Regions from separate parts of the Drosophila melanogaster genome. Here region 1 is linked to region 2. The links are chromatin contacts, called in public HiChIP or PLAC-seq maps. All regions are on one chromosome and are shown on one strand. The core of a region is the stretch at or near the end of the contact, and the rest is flanking DNA. Distances in the headings are between cores, read along the strand shown.

Region 1 (3,976 bases), core at 1,183-3,682, 320 kb before region 2:
ACTTCTTTCTTGCTGCCGAGGATAATTAAATTGGGCACAAGTACCAGCCCAGTGTACTTACTGCATATACACTCTGAATGCCATATCTACTACTACTACTTCTATATTTTATTTATGATTTCTTCAGGCTCTGCCTTTTTGGCCCTTGTCACTGGTCCTCGAGAATGCCGGGCTGCGATAATTCCAGCAGACGAATTTCTCCGTTCACGGTTTAGTGAGCAACAACAATTTTGCTGCCATGAATGCATTTTGCAAGCAGCATTGCCCATCCGCCCCGTTGGCCCGTTTGTTGTTTTGGGTTTTCTTCTGCTAAACTTTTTAGGGGGTGGGGGGATGGGAAATCATTTATCAATGTCAGAGAATGCAGAACATTCTCTCTCCGCACGAGAGAACTTGTGTATGGCGGCAGATTGCGACGGCCTAGCCTCTGATATTGGGTAGCTGGGTGGCTGGGAGGCGTTGGTTGGTGGGCGGTGCAGTGCCTGCAAGTGCGTGAAACAAGTTGGCGAAACTTCTGACTTTGTTTCGCAAAATACTCAAGTGATTTTGAAAATTATGCACACGCATTAATGCATCGAACCACCACCAGAACCAGACATGTTCGAAACTTTTTATCAAAATTTCAGTCCACGAGAAACAAGCGGCGAACATAAAAGTTCATCACACTCGTATCGGTAGCGAAAAACTTTGCCGCTCCTTATGGCATATAGAACAACACAGAAATTGTTGCTATTTAGACTGTAGAAATCACTTGGAAACTAACAAAGTACCATAACTACACGTACCATCGAAATGGGAACGGAGTGCCAAAGGACTCTGGAAAATCAGCATAAAGTGTGCCATGAATATGGTAAGACGAGTAATTGAGGGGCATCTGAATTGGTTCTGCGATTCAAACAATATCCGGTTGGCCCCCTTCGAATGAGGAGTGGCTTTGTCTTTGGCTTATGGCAGCAACTTTAGCACTTAGTGCCAGGACTCCCCTTCGGAAACCCACTCCGCTGCAAAGCGGTCGAGCGAGTGTTCTAATCCTCTGGCCGCCACTTGTTTGCTGGCGAAACAAGTTTGCACTCAAAACTCGTAAATAATGGATGGAAAAAAGCGCAACCGCACCATTCATAATGGAAAAAGTTGCCCGGCCACTTGAAACTATTGCACAAGCCCCGAGCTGGCCGAGCTGGAAAGGATTCAGATGGGCTGGCTGCTCGATCTGCCCGCCTCGTCCTCCTCCATCACGGATGCATTACAGTTCCGGGGAAGCTGGGGTTGCTGGAGCTATGCCTGCTGCCGGCGTTATTGTCATGTGTACAGTAAAAATAACAAATAACAAACAGCAACCAGCAACCAGAGCGTAGTGAAAGGAATTGCCAAGAAGGAGGTCCTCCGACAGTGGTGCTAACTCCACTGATTTCACGCCAAATTTAACTATTTTAATATCAAATTAAATAGCCATAACACTACCTAAACTGAATTAAAATAAGATTTTACTGGTTCAGAAATATCTATTCCTACATCCTCTTAATTTAAGGAAATGAGTTAATGGCCGGATTTAAGCTGTGGTGCGAATTCTGATGCATCGATAGCCGGGCACCACTGGCTGCGGTGGTGGTGCAATGCCCGTGCTGGCTGTGGCCTTGGTGCGGTTTCCAGGATTCGGGAGTGGGAGTGGGAGCGAAAGTGCTGGCGGAATGGGTGCCAAGATAGCCAGCTTGTTTGGAAGCCAAGGTTATAGTCACATTTTTAATATGCTGTCTGTTCCGGTGCTGGACGTTGTTTATGATGCGCATATCCAATGGCATTCCGTGTTATTCCTTACGTACGTATAGATGTGCATGCCTGGCTATTTGTGCCATAAATTAAACACTGCCCTCGACTTTAAAATCCCATTTCGTATTCCGCAGGATGTGCGAAGAGAAAGTCACCGAGCTTTAACTTTAAACTTGCCTTATGGACCGTGTGAAATATGGTTCACTTCCCCCGAAAGGTGGCAATAAATTGAGATATTTACGAACTCATCTGTTGTAATTTAATTACGTTTTCACAGAATTGTGTTACAGAATAGGACCGACCAATTTCGTATTGATTTCCATGTGAGTGCAGCGCCTTACCTTCAGTTCATTTACTTTCCGTTTCGAACTTGAAATGCGGCATAAGTTAAGGCCGGAAAAGCGGAAATGTGCAGCACACAAGCTAGGCGAATTATTGCAATATTTTCACTTTAGTGTGCATCTTGTGCGGATTTAATTCGATTTAATTTATGTTGCAGCATGTTCTGCACACATTGGCATTGGCATAGACCGTTTTGCAGTTTCAGACTGGGTGGAATTGCCACCCCCCGAACTCGTAAACTCGTGATTTTTGGGCAGCAAGCCGGCGAAAACCGATAACGTGGCGTCGTCCACACCACGCGATTCGAGTGCAGCAGGCAGACTAAATTCACCAGCAGCGGCAGTAGCGAGTGACCCGAGCGGCAACGAACGAACCCACCCCCATCCACCACACCCCACGGAGCACCGGATAATGCACTGCGCAGAAGCGCGTTTATTCACTGTTATTGTGCTGCTAACCAACAGAGGTGAGTTTCTCACTTTCAATTCTACCCATACACTTTCGACATTTTTCTCTTTTAGATAGTTAGCCACTTTTTATCCGCTATCTTAACAGAAAGTCCCCTCTTGCTATAATTCTGTTAACAATTTAAACGAGGGCTGCTAATCCGCTGTTATTTATGAAATGATTTCACGTACTTTAAACTTAAAATTAATAATAAATAATTTTTTTTCAAGGAATAGAAAGAACATTCTTATTATGGTAAAAATGGTATAAACCATTTTACAGCTTTTTACCATTTAATTCGTTGACTGACCACAATTATTCTTGCTGTCTTCAAATCCTTTAAATCACAGACTAAGCACATTTTAGAGCAATTTCGCCAGGCTTGCTAATAAGCTTTCAGATTTGAATAAAGGTTTATTCGCTTAAGACCGCACATTAGCATAAATTTATAAATCTGGATTACAAAATAGTTCCCAGCGTGTGGTTAATCCAGCCCACATAATCTCCAGCCCCACGCAATTGCAGTTGTAAAGTTGAGGGAACAATGAAAAAGATAATGCGAATACCAAATTGGATTCAATTAAATTAATTTGCATTTGTGGCATTTTAATGGGCACACTGGCATATGCAGCTTACAGCCTGAGGAAGACGGAAATGAAGTTTGATAAGTAAGTGCCTTGAATTATATGAAATGAAACCCAATTAGTCTGGCAAAAAACCAAAGCGAAACTACGATTTCACATGCCGACAACAGTCGTCAGTGCTGTTCGCCTGGCGTTTTGAGTTTTCAATTTTCCCGCATTCTCAGATATATTACACTTGTATTTTACATAATGCAACAGCTGGCTGGAAACTGAACCACCCAAACCACCCAACCACCCAACTCATCCGATCCGACTAACCCAAAGCGCTGGCTCTTATGAAGTTCAACAAATTATTGTGAATGGGGTTTTTTTTGTTTTTTTTTTGTTTTTTCGGGGTTGATTTGTATGCAGCGCTAAAAGCTTGAAAAATGTTTTACCCGCACGTGTTTCCTGCGCTTTGATAGAAAAACTCTCACACACCCGCAGACACACATTCGAGACACATTATATAAATAAAATGGGAAAAGAAAAGCACAACAATGAAATGCCATCCAGGCTGGTGGGTGGGGCGTTGGTATTTGGTGGGTGGTGGGTGGCGGGTGGCGCTGCCAGCGACAGTCACATTACAATCTCGGGCATTGGTGGCAAGTGGACGGAGGATTGAAGGACCCTTATCCCCCAGATGGTGACATTTTTAGAGCGAGAGCAAAAAATTGTGGCAATTTTTATACTTGCTTGTGGGAGTATTTGGAAGCTAAAAACGTAAATTGAAATCAGGATAGTGAGTGGACAGTCTGACCTAGGTCAAGTTACCGCAAAGTCACAAAATATTGATA
Region 2 (3,926 bases), core at 1,358-3,857:
GTCGTAGAAAGTTTGAAATCGTATTGTATAAAAAAAAGAGAGAAACCCCGAAACCAACTAAGCGAGCAAAGAATATTTGTAAAGATTACATGTCGTGTAAGATTCTGAGCATTAAGTAAGGGGCAGATTCCAGTTGCAGTTGTTCTCAGCAGCGTTCCAAATAAAACAAACAAAACAAACAAACACCACAAGGAGCAAATGTTCAGGCCAGCGGCTGAAGATCCTCGCTCGCCTCGGTTTGTGGCAATGTGTGTGTCTCTACGGCTCCGGAGCTCGGACTCCAGATCCGGATACGGACGCGGATGATTCGACTCCGGGTCGCGGCGGACACGTGTGATAGTTGCAATTTATATAAATTATATATACACATATGAAAATGAAGGAAAACGAAAACCACAAAAAAAAAAAGAAAACCAATTATGCATACTTTTAGATTTTTTTATTTTTCAATTTCGCCTTGCGTTGAACTATTTTCCACATTCTAGCAACAATCGAAGATTTAATGCTACTATCTTTAAACGTAAACGAGAACGGAGATACTATCGTAATCCATAAAAATTAAACTTACATCTAGTATGCAATTAAGCGGAGAGGAAGTAAAGTGAATTAAAATAAATAAATAAAACAAATCGAACAACACAATACCGTAAACAACTTGTTTAAATCGTTCCACAAACATCAAAGATCCGATGCATATTTCTTTCCAATTCGTAATTTTTATGTTGTCTGTATGTATTTAAATTTAAAATTTATAAATTATAATAAATGAAAACATCGTATATACTTATATATATATATATATGACTGCGTATATACATATATGGTCATTCGATTTGAATCGACAATGAGCTCACAATCGCTTTTGTATTATGGGTTTTCAAAATATTAGCTCATGGCTTTATAAAAAAGGTAATTTAACTTTTTTTTAGCAGAGAAGTTCCTTTGCGGCGGAAAGACATTGGAAAATATGTTGCATCACCACTTCCCAAGACTCCCATGAAAACATAAGGCAGATTTTAGTTTATTAACTTTTCTAATTCCCATTTTTTTATTTGAAATTATAACTGATTAAGATGTCTCTCGAAATAAATACATACTTAACTTACAGTTTTGGTTACAATTTCCATTTGGTTTCGTATTGTATAATTGTTGTATATATATTTTTGTTTGTATCTTTCCGCTACTTGGTTTTCCATTTATAAGAATAATTATATTGTATGACCGCATGGATTTTCGCACGCGTCTTGATTTGTTGTTAGATTAGTCGACTTCGAATTGAGTTAGTTCAAGATAAATTATAGAGAGTATACGCTAACTTACTACAAGGCAACTAAATGGCTTCAATCAGGAGTGTTTATGCTATTTAACGTACAGGGATAACAAGGATTCGAATATCCAACTAGCTAAATTAGGTTTAATAATTTGAAAAACTTAGAATGACAGAAGCGAGGGCAGTTTTGTAGTCTTAGTTTAGAAAGTTGAAGATATAAGGAGAGATTTCGAGTTATAACACAAATGCTAACGATTGCATAACAAAAGGCTGGATCAACAAAAACAATATACATAGTGATAAGTTAAGTTGCTTTTTGGATCCTTCGTCCATAATCGTTATTCCACATGAAATATCACTTACGTAAGAGAAGTTAATATCTGTATCTGGTATCGGTATTTTCTAGATTTATCTCCTAATCTAAAATTTTGTCTTAGTTTTGCTCTTGGTATTGTTTTGATAAACCAGTTAATTTGTCATTTGTTTCCACGGTTTAAGTCTAAACATTGTCTTTTTTTCGTTTTTCATTTATTTCTATAAAATTTACAAAATTACGTTCATTTCTCGTCTTATTCGTCTGTCATCTTCTATCGATAGCTTTGCCCAAAAACTGTGTGTATATATTGATTCCGGCGAAGGAGGCTCCCCATTCGCCTGCTTTCCATATAAACTCGCTTATCACTTAGCTTACAAGTAGTGTTCTCTCTATCGTCAATTAGATTCCCAAGAAGTTTGCGAGTCCTGAAAGTCCAGATCGATCAAAGTGTTCCATAGACTTGTTACTCCGACTTTGTCCTTTCCTTTGATTTCGTTTCCTATACAGTAAGCGGCTCATCGCCGTGCAGATCACAGGATCCAATGTTCTCGCCCTGGTACGTCGAGAAGTCGCTGATAATCGCTGTGGGCTCGGCTCCGAACTGGATATCCTGCAGGCAGCCCTTGAAGGGATCGAAGAAGCGACCCTTTGTGCGCCTGCTCACCGAGTCCGAGTTGGGAAAGCCGCCTGTTTGGGATGCAAAGAATAGAGCATTTGTCAATTTGAACTTGAATTTGAATTTGTGCTAGTGCTGGACAAGGTGTAAAAGTGGCAGTTAACAGCAGTCTGTTAGCTGCCGCTTAACAGCATAGATTCATGTTTAATAAAAGATGAACAATTCGCTCAAGCTTTTAATGCTAAATTTCATTTTGAATTTAAATGAAAGGTAAGGAATTTATATATTAGGGTATTTAATTAAGTAATAATAGTCAGTGTATCTATTAATTTATGAACAGCTGATATGGCTTAAATACCTATCGAACCAACAGCCGCCCAAAGCAAACGAGTTGGCAGCCCAGTTAAAATCAGTGTTTATTCGGATCGCGAATCAAAAACAACTTGCGATTGAAATCGAAGTTCGAAAAGTTAGTTGTAGCTAACCAGCTTTGGCCAAATGGTATCAAAGAGACCTGGATCGTTGTGCTCCGGGTTTTCCCTTCTCAAGAACCGAATCAACCGAACCAGCTAAAGTGAACTGAATGTCTCTTAATTGTGCAATTGTTTGTTTAAAGTGCATGTGAACAAGATACGCTAATAAAAGTCTTCGGATCGGTGGTAAACTATAAAACTATAAAACCGGTAAGTCGATCATCATTATAAGTTTATGTCATAATTAATACAACGCTGTAATGGGCTTAGGATCACATAATATCACATAATGGGCAAGATTTTGCAAGCTACACCTGTTTGATAATATTATAAAGGTCATAAATAAATAGACTCACCCAAGTAGAAGACATCCTCGTAGCTAATTGTTGGCTCCTTGCTCGAATTCTTGCGCCTGCCCGCCAGAGTGCTTCTCGGCGTGGTCGAGCCCAGTGACCGTCCGCCCTCGGGCAATCGCTCCGTGAAGATCACCTCGCCGTCCAGCTGCAGCTCCAGCCTGGACCGGTCCAGCAGGACGCTGGTCCAGTGCCAGGCTCCGTCGGCTATGAATCCGCTGGCCGGAGCACGGACCGTGTCGTTGGTGCTGCCCAGGAGGTTGCTGGCCAGCTTGAGGTGGCCCGCCTCCAGGCCCAGGCCGAGGAACTTGCTCCTCTCGTGCTCGCTCCACAGGAGCAGTCCGTCCGGTTCGATGGTGGAGAAGTTCAGCGAGACTTGGATGGCTTCGCGGGGGCGGACGTACAGGGAGGGTCCCCGCCGCTTGTCTTTCATCGGAATTCGCGGCGGCGGCAAGATCAGGTAACTGTTGCCACGGAAGCTCGGCGTCGTCGGCTTGCTCATGGCTAGAAAAATCCGAAAGAGTCATAAGACATACATAATACTGCCGCGGGGAGGGAAATGGGGAAGTTGAAGTCGAATGGCGTTGCATTAAACATATTGCATGCGGCACATAATTAAATTACAGCATCAGCTTGCCGCTGCAGCTGCATTGTTCCTCTTCGTCGCCGTCTTTTGTTTCACTTTATGTATCTGAATCTTAATCTGAATCTTCATCTGCAGACCCTGATCTCGTTTATCAAACTCAAACCGTTTTCTAATGCACTACCAAGTACCTGTTCTTTGACAAGAAAAGCGCTTTTGGCCCAATCCAAAGAACTCACAACGAGTTGTATATTTAATTACTAAGAAAACAACAGAATGATATTTATCAAATGTTCAATTTGATCTTTTGTTGCC

Evidence for each region. HiChIP or PLAC-seq counts read pairs in DNA pulled down with a chosen protein or histone mark.
Region 1: a contact with region 2 is called in an H3K27ac HiChIP or PLAC-seq map of the Kc167 cell line, with 3 times the contacts expected there. The contact joins the promoter of Tmtc1 here to the promoter of CG9967 in region 2. A contact is called at or near these places in 2 of 107 Hi-C or Micro-C datasets (the S2 cell line and embryo) and 1 of 6 datasets of contacts at active chromatin or transcription factors (the Kc167 cell line).

The regions. Positions count from the first base shown.
Region 1 is chr2L:2,676,190-2,680,165 of dm6, reverse strand. Tmtc1 (Transmembrane O-mannosyltransferase targeting cadherins 1) reads right to left here and starts at 2,432. Exons shown (of 8, transcript NM_205893.3): 1 at 2,109-2,432.
Region 2 is chr2L:2,356,037-2,359,962 of dm6, reverse strand. CG9967 reads left to right here and starts at 2,607. Exons shown (of 6, transcript NM_001272994.1): 1 at 2,607-2,885. It overlaps eys (eyes shut), which reads right to left. Exons shown (of 14, transcript NM_001032399.3): 13 at 3,032-3,532; 14 at 1,019-2,273. The coding sequence ends at 2,086. Rab5 (Rab5,) reads left to right here. Exons shown (of 6, transcript NM_164476.2): 6 at 1-397.